Linked DNA regions of Zea mays: region 1 is linked to region 2. Evidence: chromatin contacts called from public Hi-C data. All regions are on one chromosome and are shown on one strand. The core of a region is the stretch at or near the end of the contact, and the rest is flanking DNA. Distances in the headings are between cores, read along the strand shown.

Region 1 (7,375 bases), core at 1,394-3,893, 410 kb before region 2:
ATATATCGCACTATCGTGAAACGAATTTAACAAGCCTAAAACCCAGACGCTATCGGGCACGCGGCTAAACATGACCAAAAAATAATAATCCAATGGAGCCAGCAAGTTTTCGTACCGTACCGGGCCGTCTCACGAAGCCCCGCGTGGCGTCAGGCTGACACCAGCCGAGCCGACATGGAGGCCCCAGCTGTCAGTGCGCGCCGCGTGACAGCGCTACGCGCCGCGTGAAAAGCCGTGGTCCTTCCCTCCTCTTCGACGCGTGCACGCGACGGTCGCCAAGGCCCAAGTGCGTAGCGCGGCCCGCGGGGGTATGGAGCCGGAGGAACCAGTCAAAGGGTGTGACTTCTGCAACGCCCTCGTGCCTCCTGTGCCCGCGGTCGTCGCCCCCCACGTCCGCCCCAGGTCGTCACCGAGTCGCTGAAAACCGGGCCCCATTGTACGGAGACCACGTGTTGTTGCATAATAGTCAAAGGCCCGCCCGCAAGTACGGAGCCACATTTACTGCAGCCGGAGGGGGGTCTCCTGAATCCTGACCCATCATCGATCGTCAAGATTCGTGCAGCCAGTCGGCTGCGATGCCATAGGTTTGCTCGTGGTCGTGGCGAGCCACGAGTTGGTCTAAAGACATGCACTGAACTGCTGGATAAGTATATGTTTTGATTTTGATTTTGACTTTGGAATTCGTCTCTGTTGTGTGTTCAGTTGCTCTGGTTCATACATGCCGATGAGAGAGAGCTACTCGACTGCTCGATACAAATGTGGTTTGACTTGCACAAAAAATGCTAAGCTAAGAGGGGGAAACGAGACGCACCAGCCGCTCCATGATGCACTATGGTTTGACTTTCTAATACACATTTTTCTTACTTTGTAATGCTCTAGGATATATGAACGTATCCAAAAATAATTGTCATTCTTACTTTCTAATACACATTTTTCTTACCTCAATATACCTTTTCTTTTTAATATATTTGTATCTCTATTTTTTAAGGGTACTTTTGTCTTTTCCCCTTCTGCATTGGTCCTACTGAGAGAGTCTAAAATATAAAGTACTAGCAATGTGCTCGTACGTTGGTGGTGCGGTTTCCATTTACAAGTATGGACCGTAAAATATAAAAACATGTACGTTTTGTTGGCTACTTGGGTGTAATTGTAAGTATGGAGCCAACAAACATAGTTTTAAATCCTATTTATACATAATTTTAGTTTTGTTACTATTTAAACGTGGAGGAACACAACAACAGAGGAAACCATGCATGAAACCGTGTCAAGATGTCATGAAACAAGACATGTTTTGACATTAGATAGTACCACGAATTAAAATGTATTCCACCATGGTATATCCGACTATTACTAAAAATATTTGTATTTATATCTGATCCATGCATCCATAGGCTAATAGTTTTCATACAATACATTGTATTTTGTAAAACCAGGAATGTATAATGTAGATAAGATATCTCAAACATCAATAAGTACTAAAAAAATCAAGAGATGGCGTCCTCTTGTACGAATTATAGCTAAAAGATTGCATATTATATCTATTTGAAGTCAAAAAACAACAGCGAAAATTTCAATACATGCCATCCTTTTGCTATTAAAATAATAGCTAGATTATTGCAAATTGAAATACTGATATCATGTTAGATCTCGTTATAAATATGAGTCTTACCGAATCCAATATATTTTGGTGGTAAATGCTAATAAAAGTTAAATAAATTATGGAAGAATTTATCGATCATATCTATAAGGATACGTTCATATATCCTATCCATGGAACAAAAAAAGATTATATAGTGTATTGGATTTCATAAACCCGTGACCAAATACGTCAATAATTAATGAAAATTTCAAGGCACAACATCCTCATGTATAGAAGTCATAGCTAAAACGTTGCATATTATATTCGAATGTCAACCGATAATGGAAGCTTCAATACATGGCAGACTTTTACCATTAAATTTACAGCTAAAAATTTGCAAATCGGGAGTGTATATACCTTGCTAGAGACAATTATAAGTGTGGACCTCATTAAGTAACTCATATTTGGTTTGAAGCAGTAATAGAAATTTGAATAAATTCCATGCTGATTTACCAACCATGTTCAGAAAGATACGCATGTATATCATATATCCTATCACGCGTGACGCGTCAACACACAAAGTGAGATTTTGTACAATATGTAATCAGAGTCAAAATAGTATCGATACAATCCATTTAGATGCTAATAATTAATCAAAATTTCAATACAATCTATCCTCATGATACAACTCATAGCCAAAAGATTGAAAAAAATATGTGTATTATCTTGTTAGAACCGATTATACATCCGTATGTTCAGAGATTTCGATCAAGAAAAATCTCCTCAGAACCTCTGCTTAGTAGATTTCATTTATCAGCCTCCTTTTCTCTCTCTCATCCTCTTTGAATTTTCTCACCCTTTGACATCTCAGAAAGTCAAGTGGGGCTGCCTGCCCGACTCTGCCTGCGCGGCTGCGTCTCTATAAAACTCCAAGGCCCAAGAAAAGAAAAAGAAACCAGAAAGAAAAGAAAAAACCCACAGCATAGACCAGTAGCCCTCACCCCTTTTTAGGACAGGATCCAATGCCTTTGCCCACCACACACTCTCTCTCTCTCCTTTTACTCTTCTCATAGTCTTCTCACTCTTCCCAAACAATCAATAAACTAGCAAAAGTCAGCGCCTCCCCCTTATCTCCTCCGCCACTTTCCTCCATTTCCAAGAACTCAACCACTCCACGTCGTCGTCGTTTGCTGCCGCTGCGCAATGGAGGAGGAGCGCTGCTTCAACAACTGGGATCTGGACGCCGTCGTCCGCCTGGGCTGCCGCCGCCGCCTCTCCCCGCCACGGCAGCCCGACCCGTTTGCTTCGCTTCTCCCTCCGACCCTGCCGTCGCCGTCGCCGTCGCCGCCGCAGAAGGAGAAGCCCGTGGTGCCAGCGCTGGCTAAAGGACCAGAGCCAGAGCCATACGCCGGGTGGCGCTTTCCTAACCTCGGTGCTGGCGGCGGGCAAGACGGCGACGAGCTCATGAGGGCCATGTTAGCAGTCCAGCCTTCCCTGCCTCAGCCTCTGCCAACGACAACGCCAACGCCAACGCCAACGCTTCCCCCGGCAGCAGGAGAGCATCGACAGTCGACTGTTACAGCCGTGGACGTGCCGCTACCCCAGGTGCGCCCCGCTCCGGCCGCCAGAGCGCAGCCGAGCGGGCGGCAGGTGCCCGGTGCCGTGCCAAGATCCAAGAGAAGGTACTCTTCTCTGCTGAGTGCCTCCACTCTCCACACGCCAGCGGTTCTTTGAACTGTTTCTTGAGGAGGCTGAAAGCTCGGGTATATGCATACTGCTAAGTGCTAACGCTGTTTCCGCCGCGCACTCCAGGAAGAACCAGGTGAAGAAGGTGGTCTGCCACGTTCCGGCGGACGGCTCGTCGTCGGACATGTGGGCGTGGCGCAAGTACGGCCAGAAGCCCATCAAGGGCTCCCCCTACCCAAGGTCGGTCAGCCAGAACAATCCCTTGTTTCTCTCACAGCTTCTTGCCGGCGTCGCGTCGGGGCAAACCGATCTCACCGCCTGCTGCTCAATTTCTTGAACAGGGGATACTACCGGTGCAGCAGCTCCAAGGGGTGTGCGGCGCGGAAGCAGGTCGAGCGCAGCCGCGCGGACCCCAACACCTTCATCCTCACCTACACCGGCGAGCACAACCACGCGGCGCCGACCCACCGCAACTCGCTCGCCGGCACCACCCGAAACAAGTTCCCCTCCTCGGCGGCGCCTCCGCCGCCTCCGCCGTCCGTGGTGGTGGGCGGCGCCGGTGCCGGCGACGCGCAGCATCAGCAGCCGAGCCCGAGCCCGGCGTCCACGTCGACCGCGGGGCTCTCGCCCACGACGCCGCTGCGCACGCCGTCGATGGAGGAGGAGGAGATGGACGACGACGACGACGAGCTGCTGGTGGAGGACATGGAGATGGTCGGCGAGGACGAGCTCTTGTTCCTCAACATCGACGCCGACGCCGAAGCTGACGCCGGGGCACCACTGGAGCCCATGCCCTCGCTCTTCGACGTCGTCGACGAGCCCTTCCTAAACTCCCCTTGGCTGACGGCCACCAGCAGCGCCGGCGAGCCAGCCACAGGGGCAGCCGGCGCCAGGAGCTGACTTCTCCAACAGATAGAGACAATGATGTGCCGTCCGTCCGTCTTTGTAGATGAAACAAAATCAAGGGAAGCGAAGAGAGTAGAAGAAATCATCTGATCTGCCATTGTAATGCATCCATCAGTAGCATCGACATCATGATACTAGTATTAGTCCTAGCATCGGTAGTCAGTCCTGACCAGTACAGAGCTTGATCCATCAACCCTCAAAGCAGTTCTTCCTTCCTCACCGCTCAGAACAACATCTTTGCATTTTGTTCTTTTTCTGCTCTTTTTTTAGGTATGGTTGTGACTTTGTATCTCTTTTGTTAGGTGCCTGTTTTTTTGCATTTGTGTATAGAAAGTGGTAGATGATGAACCAACAAAAGGAGTGAAAAAACAGTTAAAGAAGATTAGTGGATGGTGTGCTTGGGTGGCTCTTCTTGCTTCTTCCTTTCCCTCCTCAACAACTTCTCTTCCTGCATGTAGCTTCTTCTTGTGTAGGCTTGAAGAGATGATGGTTCCATGCCGCTGTGTTGTTGGATGGATCTGTTCGTTTGTGGTGTGGTGTGTGTGGATGGTGCTCGGTGCTTTGGCTGCTTTCTGCAGCAGGAATGGAGGACCGGAAAAGGTCAAGGGGTTTAGCGTTATTTTTCTCTTGGTTTTGTTTGTATCTCCTCTGACTTTTTTGAGGGGAGGACAGAGGGGGTGCTGTGTTCCCATGGATTCCATGGGGGGGCTTTGGAGGGAGGTCAAGGAAAAGTTGGAGAGGGATTGTTTAGGACCACCAACAGGCCACATGAAAACCTACTCCATACAGTGTCACACACTACCACAACCTACACTCTAGAATCTTATAATGATTGACAATGCGAACCGAGATGACTTTAAAATCGTTTGCAGCCTGTGTGAAACACATATGGGTAATGGATGATAATCCAAATATTTTTTTATATGAAGTTAGACTTTTTAATTAATTTTAGTTTAAAATAAATAGGAATAGAGATCGATTGTAATCCGATTTAATCCTTAAATTTTATAGTGTAAAATCTAGAGTCCATTACCACTTCTACCTTTAGGACTTGTTCTGTAGTGGTGAATTGAGAGTGATTGGAGGGAATTAAATTCTTTCCTATTTATAACCGAAATAGAAGGAGATTTAGACCCTGTTTGGGATAGCTCCAGCTCCAAGAAATTTGGTGAAGCAGGTCATTAGATGCTCTAGAAAATCGTCAGAGTTAGAGTTGTAAGCCTTTAAAAGACATTTAGATAAGTAATTTGTTTATTATTTAGATTAAAATATTTTAAAAACTAATTAAATTGATATTATAAACTACAACTCCACACTGAAGCTAAAACCTGGAGCCATCTCAAACACCCCCTTAATCCTCTAATCCCCTCCAATCCCTATGCAACCAAACAAGTCATTAGAGGCTATTCGACAGCCCAAACTCTAGGACTAGTTCCAGGTCAGGACCAGTTCCACGCCAAGATGGAGTGGATTCTGACGGTTTACTAAAACCTGGTTTTTGATTCCAACTGCTTGTAGATGTGGCTCCAGTCCGAGCTGAAGAGGGGTGAAAAGACCTAGAATGGCCTGGTTTTGTTCACGAATTTCGGGTTGGTCCAGTTTTAATCTAGACCAAATAATTCCATATGGAATGAGCCGTGTTCCAGGACGTTTTGGGCCAGACCGAACGGGCCTTAATGTGCTCGGATCAACAATATTTTTGAATCTTTGATCTATAATTTGTGTTTTTGAAAAGAAATGTTTAATAATTTAATTAATTCTGCCATTTGCTCCCACTATTTAAGTTTGCTTGCTAATCAACTTCTTAGGTTTTCATTGTTTTGTACTATATACCATAAATGTGCTCAACACACGCCTTAGTCACTACAAAATTATAGTTACTAAGATTTGTATTATATCATTTCAGCTCTTTCTTATCACTGTTAAGAATCATTTTTTAAAAGCGTAACATTGCTTCTTGTTTAAGAAAATACTTGGTAGAGAAAATTAGCGGGAGGATCTTTTAAAATATGTTATATATCCAAAATTCAATTTTAGAATGGGAATAAGTAAAAATAACAAAAAACAATTATTAAATATTTCTTGAAAATCAAAGTTTAATTATGTTGTTAATAATTTGAACATAAAAATGATTTTATAAAAAACTATAACTTAATTTAACTTAATATTTTTTCTTACATTTATGCCTTCCACATCAATTTATTCGGTGAAAAACCGACTACAAAATCTCAATACAACCCAAACCATTTTAGCTAATTTTAAATTACTTAAAAATGTTTTTTTTCAAAAAAAGTTACAAAATCCAAAGAAGGTTCAACTTTAGAAAAAAATCAAATTTAACAAGCAGCAATAATGTTGTCATATTTACTTTGGTTCAAAAATATATTGTAATATAAAGTCTCACATTTTTTAAAAATAAAAAACTTTTTAAATGAATCAAACAAAAGAAAAAGCGAAACTTTAAATATTCTTAGAAACCCCAATCTTTTGAAAAGTGCAACTCACAACCTTTCTTATTTTCTTTTTACTTTTCTTAGCCTCATCTTTTGTCTTTTTGTCTATTGGTCTACTAGCCGCCAGCCCATCGATAGCTCAGCCTTGACTCACTCGTCATTCTTTTGTGTGCCTAACCTAGCCATTCACTCGATTCACTAGCTTTGGACAAGCCAACCTACCAGTTTGTCAGCCACGTGCAGTCACAGCTCGCCATCCCCTCCCACTCACTAACACTACGACCCCACTCATAAACAGTGCTACATATGCAGGACATCCTACCCCTAGCACACCTCTCTCCCCTCAATTATTTTTAACATGAGCACACCACTTGTGAGTTCCCTACCCCCACACCCAACTACACCTTCCCAAATCCCCTCCCCTTCTTTGGCATAACCTTGGACAAATGCAATCAACCTTGCCATGGAAGAATACTCATAGCCTTCCAAGAAATAGTGCACCCCTCCCTTTCCTAGTTGTCTACGTCCTTTCCTTCCTTAGCCCTGCTCCTCTTTCCATATTCCAAATTTGATAGTGTCTTTCTTCCATCTCCATTAACCAAGCTCTCCCATGCATTGATGACCCTCATTGCATCTTCCTCATAGCCCTTTGCCCCTTTCCTCATACCTCACATGCTCTGCTACGACATTGCCCATAGGCATAGAATCGTTAGTGCCGCCACCATCATTTGTCTAACAAAAGCCCCTACCG
Region 2 (7,645 bases), core at 3,676-6,175:
AATGCCTAAGAGATTTCCTTATAGCTAATGGCTTCAAAGTCGGAAAGGCCGATCCTACTCTATTCACTAAAACTCTTAAAAATGACTTGTTTGTATGCCAAATTTATGTTGATGATATTATATTTGGGTCTACTAACGAGTCTACATGTGAAGAATTTAGTAGGATCATGACACAAAAGTTCGAGATGTCTATGATGGGGGAGTTGAAGTATTTCTTAGGATTTCAAGTGAAGCAACTCCAAGAGGGCACCTTCCTAAGCCAAACGAAGTATACTCAAGATATTCTAAGTAAGTTTGGGATGAAGGATGCTAAGCCCATCAAAACACCCATGGGAACCAATGGGCATCTCGACCTCGACACGGGAGGTAAATCCGTCGATCAAAAGGTATATCGGTCGATGATAGGTTCATTACTCTATTTATGTGCATCTCGACCGGACATTATGCTTTCCGTTTGCATGTGTGCAAGATTTCAATCTGACCCTAAGGAATCTCACCTTACGGCCGTAAAACGAATCTTGAGATATCTGGCTTATACTCCTAAGTTTGGGCTTTGGTACCCTCGGGGATCCACATTTGATTTGATTGGTTATTCGGATGCCGATTGGGCGGGGTGTAAGATTAATAGAAAGAGCACATCGGGGACTTGCCAGTTCTTGGGAAGATCCTTGGTGTCTTGGGCTTCTAAGAAGCAAAATTCCGTAGCTCTTTCTACCGCCGAAGCCGAGTACATTGCCGCAGGCCATTGTTGCGCGCAATTGCTTTGGATGAGGCAAACCCTGCGGGACTACGGTTACAAAATAACCAAAGTCCCTTTGCTATGTGATAATGAGAGTGCAATCAAGATGGCGGATAATCCCGTCGAGCATAGCCGCACTAAACACATAGCCATTCGGTATCATTTTTTTAGGGATCACCAACAAAAGGGAGATATCGAGATTTCTTACATTAACACTAAAGATCAATTAGCCGATATCTTTACCAAGCCTCTTGATGAACAAACTTTTAACAAACTTAGGCATGAGCTCAATATTCTTGATTCGCGCAATTTCTTTTGCTAAATTGCACACATAGCTCATTTGTATACCTTTGATCATGTCTCTTTCATATGCTATAACTAATGTGTTTTTCAAGTCTATTTCAAACCAAGTCATAGGTGTATTAAAAGGGAATTGGAGTCTTCGGCGAAGACAAAGACTTCCACTCCGTAACTCATCCTTCGCCGTCGCTCCGCGCACCTCTCCATCTTTTTGGGGAGAGTTCAAAGCAAAAGGACTTCGTCTTTGGTACAATCTTCACTCATTTATTTATGACCAAAGGGGAAGAAAGTGCTTCGAGGGCTCTAATGACTCCGTTTTTGGCGATTCATGCCAAAGGGGGAGAAAATATTTGCCCAAAGCAAAAGGACCGCACCACCACCTAATTTTAAATTTGGAGATTTTCAATTGGTAAATTTCAAATTGGTATCTTATTGTGTTCAAAAGGGGGAGAAAGTAGTATTTCAAAAATGATATATCAAAACCCTCTTGAGCACTAAGAGGAGAATCTCATTTAGGGGGAGTTTTGTTTAGTCAAAAGAAAAGCATTTGAAACATGGGGAGAAAATTTCAAATCTTGAAAATGCTTTGCAAAATCTTATTTATTTACCTTTGACTATTTGTAAAAGAACCTTGAAAAGGATTTACAAAAGAATTTGCAAAAACAAAACATGTGGTGCAAACGTGGTCCAAAATGTTAAAAACAAAGAAACAATCCATGCATATCTTGTAAGTATTTATATTGGCTCAATTCCAAGCAGCCTTTGCACTTACATTATGCAAACTAGTTCAATTTTGCTCCTCTATATTTGCTTTGGTTTGTGTTGGCATCAATCACCAAAAAGGGGGAGATTGAAAGGGAATTAGGCTTACACCTAGTTCCTAAATAATTTTGGTGGTTGAATTGCCCAACACAAATAATTGGACTAACTAGTTTGCTCTAGTGTATAAGTTATACAGGTGCCAAAGGTTCACAACAAGCCAATTAAAAAGACCAATGTTGGGTTCAAAATAGAGAGCTAAAGGCATCCCGAAAGGCTCCCTGGTCTGGCGCACCGGACTGTCCGGTGTGCCACCGGACAGTGTCCGGTGCACCAGGGGACCTCGCGCTGAACTCCTCAGCCTCGGGAATTTTCGGAGCCGGCGCGCTATAATTCACCGGACATGTCCGGTATACACCGGACAGTGTCCGGTGCTCCAAGAGGACGCGGCTCTGGAACTTGGCAGCCTCGGGAATTCGCAACAGCTGCTCCGCTATAATTCACCGGACATGTCCGGTGTACACCGGATTGTCCGGTGTAACAACGGGGCAACGACTACTTCGGCGCCAACGGCTACCTGCAGACGCATTAAATGCGCGCCAGCGCGCGCAGAAGTCAGGCACGCCCATACTGGTGCACCAGACAGTCTACAGTACATGTCCGGTGCGCCACCGGACATCCAGGCGGGCCCAGCGTCAGAGCTCCAACGGTCGGAACCCTAACGGCCGGGTGACGTGGCTGGCGCACCGGACATGTCCGGTGCACCATACGACAGTCAGCCCCACCAAACGGCTAGTTTGGTGGTTGGGGCTATAAATACCCCCAACCACCCACCATTCATGGTATCCAAGTTTTCCACTTCTCAACCACTTACAAGAGCTAGGCATTCAATTCTAGACACACAAAGAGATCAAATCCTCTCCAATTCCACACAAGGCTCTAGTAACTAGCGAGAGAGATTTGCCGTGTTCTTTTGAGCTCTTGCGCTTGGATTGCTTCTTTTCTTTCTCACTTGTTCTTGTGATCAAAACTCCATTGTAATCAAGGCAAGAGGCACCAATTGTGTGGTGGCCCTTGCGGGGAAGTTTTGTTCCCGGTTTTTGATTTGAGAAGAGAAGCTCACTCGGTCGAAGGGACCGTTTGAGAGAGGGAAAGGGTTGAAAGAGACCCGGTCTTTGTGACCACCTCAACGGGGAGTAGGTTTGCGAGAACCGAACCTCGGTAAAACAAATCCTTGTGTCACACTCCTTATTTGCTTGAGATTTGTTTTGCATCCTCTCTCGCGGACTCGTTTTTATTTCTAATGCTAACCCGGCTTGTAGTTGTGTTTATATTTGTAAATTTCAGTTTCGCCCTATTCACCCCCCTCTAGGCGACTAACCAAGTTTGAGTAGAGATAAGAAGAAGAAAGCAAGTCCTTTTCACTTGATTGCTTTGTAAAGATATAGAATATATTAAGAGCAATATTACAAGTGAATTTGAGAGACACGGGAAGGGGGAAAATTAACAAGTCGCTTCTAGGTATGAAAACAGACAAAAATAGTCGGAAAAACCCTCTCCCATTCAAGTTCCTGTATTTTTTTTTATCAAAAACAGGAGCTGGAGCAAGATGGCCGGTTTTTTTTATCGAAAACAGGAGTTGGAGCAGGATGGCCGGAAACGGTAGCGGGATATATGATTACATGAACGGATTACAACGAACAGATACACAATGAAAATAGACGGTAACTGAAAACGTTAGCCGGATTATGTAATATCGTATCAAGATATCAACCATTAAACTTATATCTCATGTCTCAGGCAATGCACGCTCCATGGCTCCAATACTCCAACTAACCAAGAAAAAATGACCAAAATGAACAAAGTCAGAACGAAACCAACGCCAAAACTAAAACAAAAATGTGGAAAAAGATACACACACCAAAACATAAACGAAAAGAAACTCTAGATAACGACGACTAGTTATTAGAGGCTTTAATCTCTCCTTCGTTCTGCTCTCTTAGTTTGAAAACACGCTGCATACGTATATGACCATGGCGTGGCAATCTGTGTCACTCATGGATGTTTGGTTTATTGCTTCACTTGCCACAATTTACCACATTTAAGATTAGACAAGTTTGACCAAGTTAGATATATATTTGGTTTAGAGCACAATTATGAATAGATTTTTCTCCAGCTATGTAGATCCAACTCGTCAATGACTTATAAAAGTGTAACAAGATTTCCTTAGACTTAGTAAAGTGTGGCACATAATTTAAGCGTCTAACCTTAGACACCTTAGACAAATATGACATAAAAATGTGTGACAATTTTTTGGTAACTTAGATATAGAACTAAACAGGCCCTCATTTAGGGACTTAGGGTTTCCCAATCTTCAGTTCATCACTTCGACAGATAGGCCGTAGACGGTAGCCGGTAGGATTTAGGCTCCTGTTGGGCTCCGGTGTGTGTGGGTTTGTGGCCGTGTGCCCATTTGAGAGTGTGGTTTGTCATCTTTGGGCTTAGATGTCCTAGATTCCGAAAATAAGGACTGAACCGTTCCGGCACGTACTCTTCTGGTGTCTGTACCGTTTTCGGGTTTTCCGAGCGGACGAAACAGGACTAATTAAGTTCCTTCTTTTAACCATAATATCACATTTGTCTCTACGTATTTTAGAAGAACTCTTTGTAATTATTTATATCGTCTTACTCATATATATATTTTTTGTATTGCTATTGAAGAGCAAAGAATCTATCATTTTGCAATTAATTATGGTGATCTAGTCCCATGTGCAACATTCCACTCCGTTGTCTAAAGTTGACTGGGAGTCGAAAAGGAAAAAAATATCTCGAGCACTCTGTGAACACAAGCAAAACAATTCTTATCTCAGCGGATATCCAGGATTGGTTCTTCCAGAACCCTCAACCAGAAATTTCCGACACTACTATATAAAACGGAGTAGTAAAGAAGCCGAAGAAAATAGAGGAAATGGATTGAAATCCCAGAAAACCACACGGCACTGAGCTGCCCCGGGTCACAGGCTCGCAGCGAGTGCGTGAGGCGGCCGTTGCCCCCACTTCGGCCTTGTATTTTCCCGAAAACTATATATACCTCCGCGCTCCCTCCCCTTTCCCTTTCCTCCGTCACACCCACCCACCTCCGCCGCTCACAAGCCCTAGATGTCCCCCCTCTCCTGCCCCCGCCGCGCCGCCGCCGCCCGCGCCACGGGCCGATCCCACCAGATCTCGCGCGAATCGGAGGCCCCGCTCCTCCCCGTGGCCCGATTCTCCGCCCGCGCGACCAGGAACGGCGCTGATTTGAGCCGGTTTTGGAGGTGAGGTGGGGGTGCGATTTCGGTGGTCCTGGGCCTTGCGGGGCCGGGTGGATGGATGCGGTGGAGCTGCCGTTACCAGCCAAGGTGGAGTTCGGGAAGATCCTGGCGCCGGCAGCTGCTGTGGAGGGGGTGGATGGGGCCGTCGTCGGTGGTGGCCCCGGAGGTGGGAGCGGGGAGGTGCTCAGGAGCTGCGCCGACGCGGATCAGCGTCACGGTGGTGGTATTGCCCCTCTTCTTCCTTTCCCTTGTCGTATGTTTGGCTGGGGGCCGTGTTGTTGTCGTCACGGTGGAAGGGTTGGGTGTGATTTGAATTTTTGGTGGGGGAGTTAATTTCACTCCTCGTCTGCCTGCTTGTATTATGTAACTCCGCTGCATCTGCTGCTGTTATTAATGGGGGTGCTATAGTTATTTAGCAGGTGGCAAGTAATTTCCATTTCTGTGGTGGAGGTGGAGAGGGAGGACTGCGCTTCCATTTTGTGTCTGGATTGTTTTGTTGCTAATTGGTCATGTTTGCTTGGAGGAAGATGAGTTTGTGGCTGCCGTTCAGAGATGTATGTTAATGAATTATATGGTACAGGAAGGGGAAGCCAGTTCGATTACTTACTTAGCAGATTAGTGATCTCTTTCCACCATGATGCCTGCAGCTTTGATGTTTTTTTCGTGTATTGGCTGATCTATTGCTTGTGGTCTGTGTTGGTTATATGCGCTTGTCTGCAATAGATTACATATTATTCTCTTTTTTCTTGGCAGCTTGTAAATGCTGGTGGCTGTGTACATAGTCCTTTTTATGTGATCTTGAGGTGCTTGGAATTGGTTGTCTAGTGCCCTTGTTATCTGGTAGACTATAGTTGTCTTTTCTAGTTGTCGTGGTGGCATTTACATGGTTCAGTTGATCAGTTCATTTCAAAACTGGTCTTCTACTTTTGCTGTTGCACATGTCCCCTTCCTTCAAAGCCTTCTTGCTTTGTTTGATTTCATGAAACCTTTTCTTTTGTGTACCATGCCCATCATCTTTGTCGTTGTCTTCTCGTACTGTATTGGTGGTTTTATTTACAATAGAAGTGCATATGCTATATTTTATGCCCGTTTACTTATGTTGCTTGACTTGGTGCTTCTTTGATATTCCCATTTCCTGTCAAGAAATCCTCAAATATTTATGTTGTGATCCTCGAATCTGTTCATGATTGTTTGCGAGTGTTGTTATTGGGAAAACTGGGCAGAATTTGCAACAATTCAACCATCCAAAAAGCTGGCTACTGCTTTGTGCTGAGCAGGTTCCTTTCGGGACAAGCTATTATTTTGTTCGATCGCTCTGCTGCATGTACATTGGAGCCAATTCCTTGGAGCTCCTTGCAATTGAAATTGAATAATTGTTCTCAGACGAAACTCATGCAGTAACCTTTCCTTATTTGAACATGAAACCAAACACTGCACTATAGTTGGCTTGCACCCCGATTCTGGTTGTATGTTATGCAGACTGCATTTTACTTGGTTGCATATTGGATTTCCAGCAATGAAGTTTTGTTCATTTTTTTTGTCTATTTGTGTTTCTTTGTGAATAATGTGTGTTTTCTGTTAAGATCAATTCTATTTTCCTCTTTAATTTTTTATTTTTTATATTTTTGGGGACATGCAAGAGAGCTGTTCCGTCATTTATCAGAGAATCAAAGAAGGACCACTCCCTTACAGAGCCTTAGGGGTGTTCATCAAACTTGGACACAAACGCACAAACACTGGTTACCCTTGCTAATTGTGATATTTACATGCATGGTTTTATTTACTGCTGTATGTACTTCGCACTTGCATTCCTTTCATGTATTTTCATTTGCCATAGACTGGGGAGATAGGTGGAACTTAACTTTTTAATGGGTGTTTTACTATCTATTTTGTCTCCTCATTTTTCTATACATCTAATACAATTTTGTAATGGAAAGTTTCAGAATGCAGCTGTTGTGTTGTGGTCTTTGTTCTCTCTTCTTTTAAAACCTTATATAAATTCATCTTTTCTAGTTTTTCTATGGAGTAATGTGTTTTACTTTAGAGGAATTTTAATCATGGTTCTTAAGGTGCTATGGCTGAGTTGTAGCGAGCCAGCTTCTTCCAAGGTGATGTTTGGTTCATATATTGTTAAGGGAATGGTAATGGGATCCCTTACCGGCGGTAATGGTCACTAGTTATAATTGGATTGGATATTAGTACCTAGTATTACTAGAAAGAACTCAACCAAACATAAGTATCGGTATCCATTACCTCGTGTAATCCATTTACATTACATTTCGGCGAACCAAACACTTAGCAAATGTCTATGTGATGCCTAGGCGGTGATAAGGCGAGGAAAGGCTACGCCATAGTGCCATACAAATTCTAACATGTGGCTGAGGAAAAAGGGAAAAAAGAAAAAAGGAGAAGGGAGGAGTAAGAAGGAGCTGGCCCAGCCCATCAGCCAGCCCATGTACCCTCCCCTGGGTAACCTACATGGATACATTTAATGGGGACCCAGATTCCCAGCGCCACTGCTCGTCCTCTGTCTCTT

The links. A called contact is a pair of places that touch in the nucleus more often than the background predicts.
Region 1: a contact with region 2 is called in a Hi-C map of ear, with 2.6 times the contacts expected there. The contact joins the promoter of LOC100285621 here to the promoter of LOC100278051 in region 2. A contact is called at or near these places in 2 of 25 Hi-C or Micro-C datasets (ear and endosperm).

The regions. Positions count from the first base shown.
Region 1 is chr5:141,088,146-141,095,520 of Zm-B73-REFERENCE-NAM-5.0, reverse strand. It overlaps LOC100285621 (WRKY39v2 - superfamily of TFs having WRKY and zinc finger domains), which reads left to right and starts at 2,643. Exons shown (of 3, transcript NM_001158512.2): 1 at 2,643-3,261; 2 at 3,392-3,505; 3 at 3,607-4,555. The coding sequence starts at 2,783. The coding sequence ends at 4,165.
Region 2 is chr5:140,681,239-140,688,883 of Zm-B73-REFERENCE-NAM-5.0, reverse strand. It overlaps LOC100278051, which reads left to right and starts at 4,925. Exons shown (of 6, transcript NM_001354131.1): 1 at 4,925-5,332. The coding sequence starts at 5,164.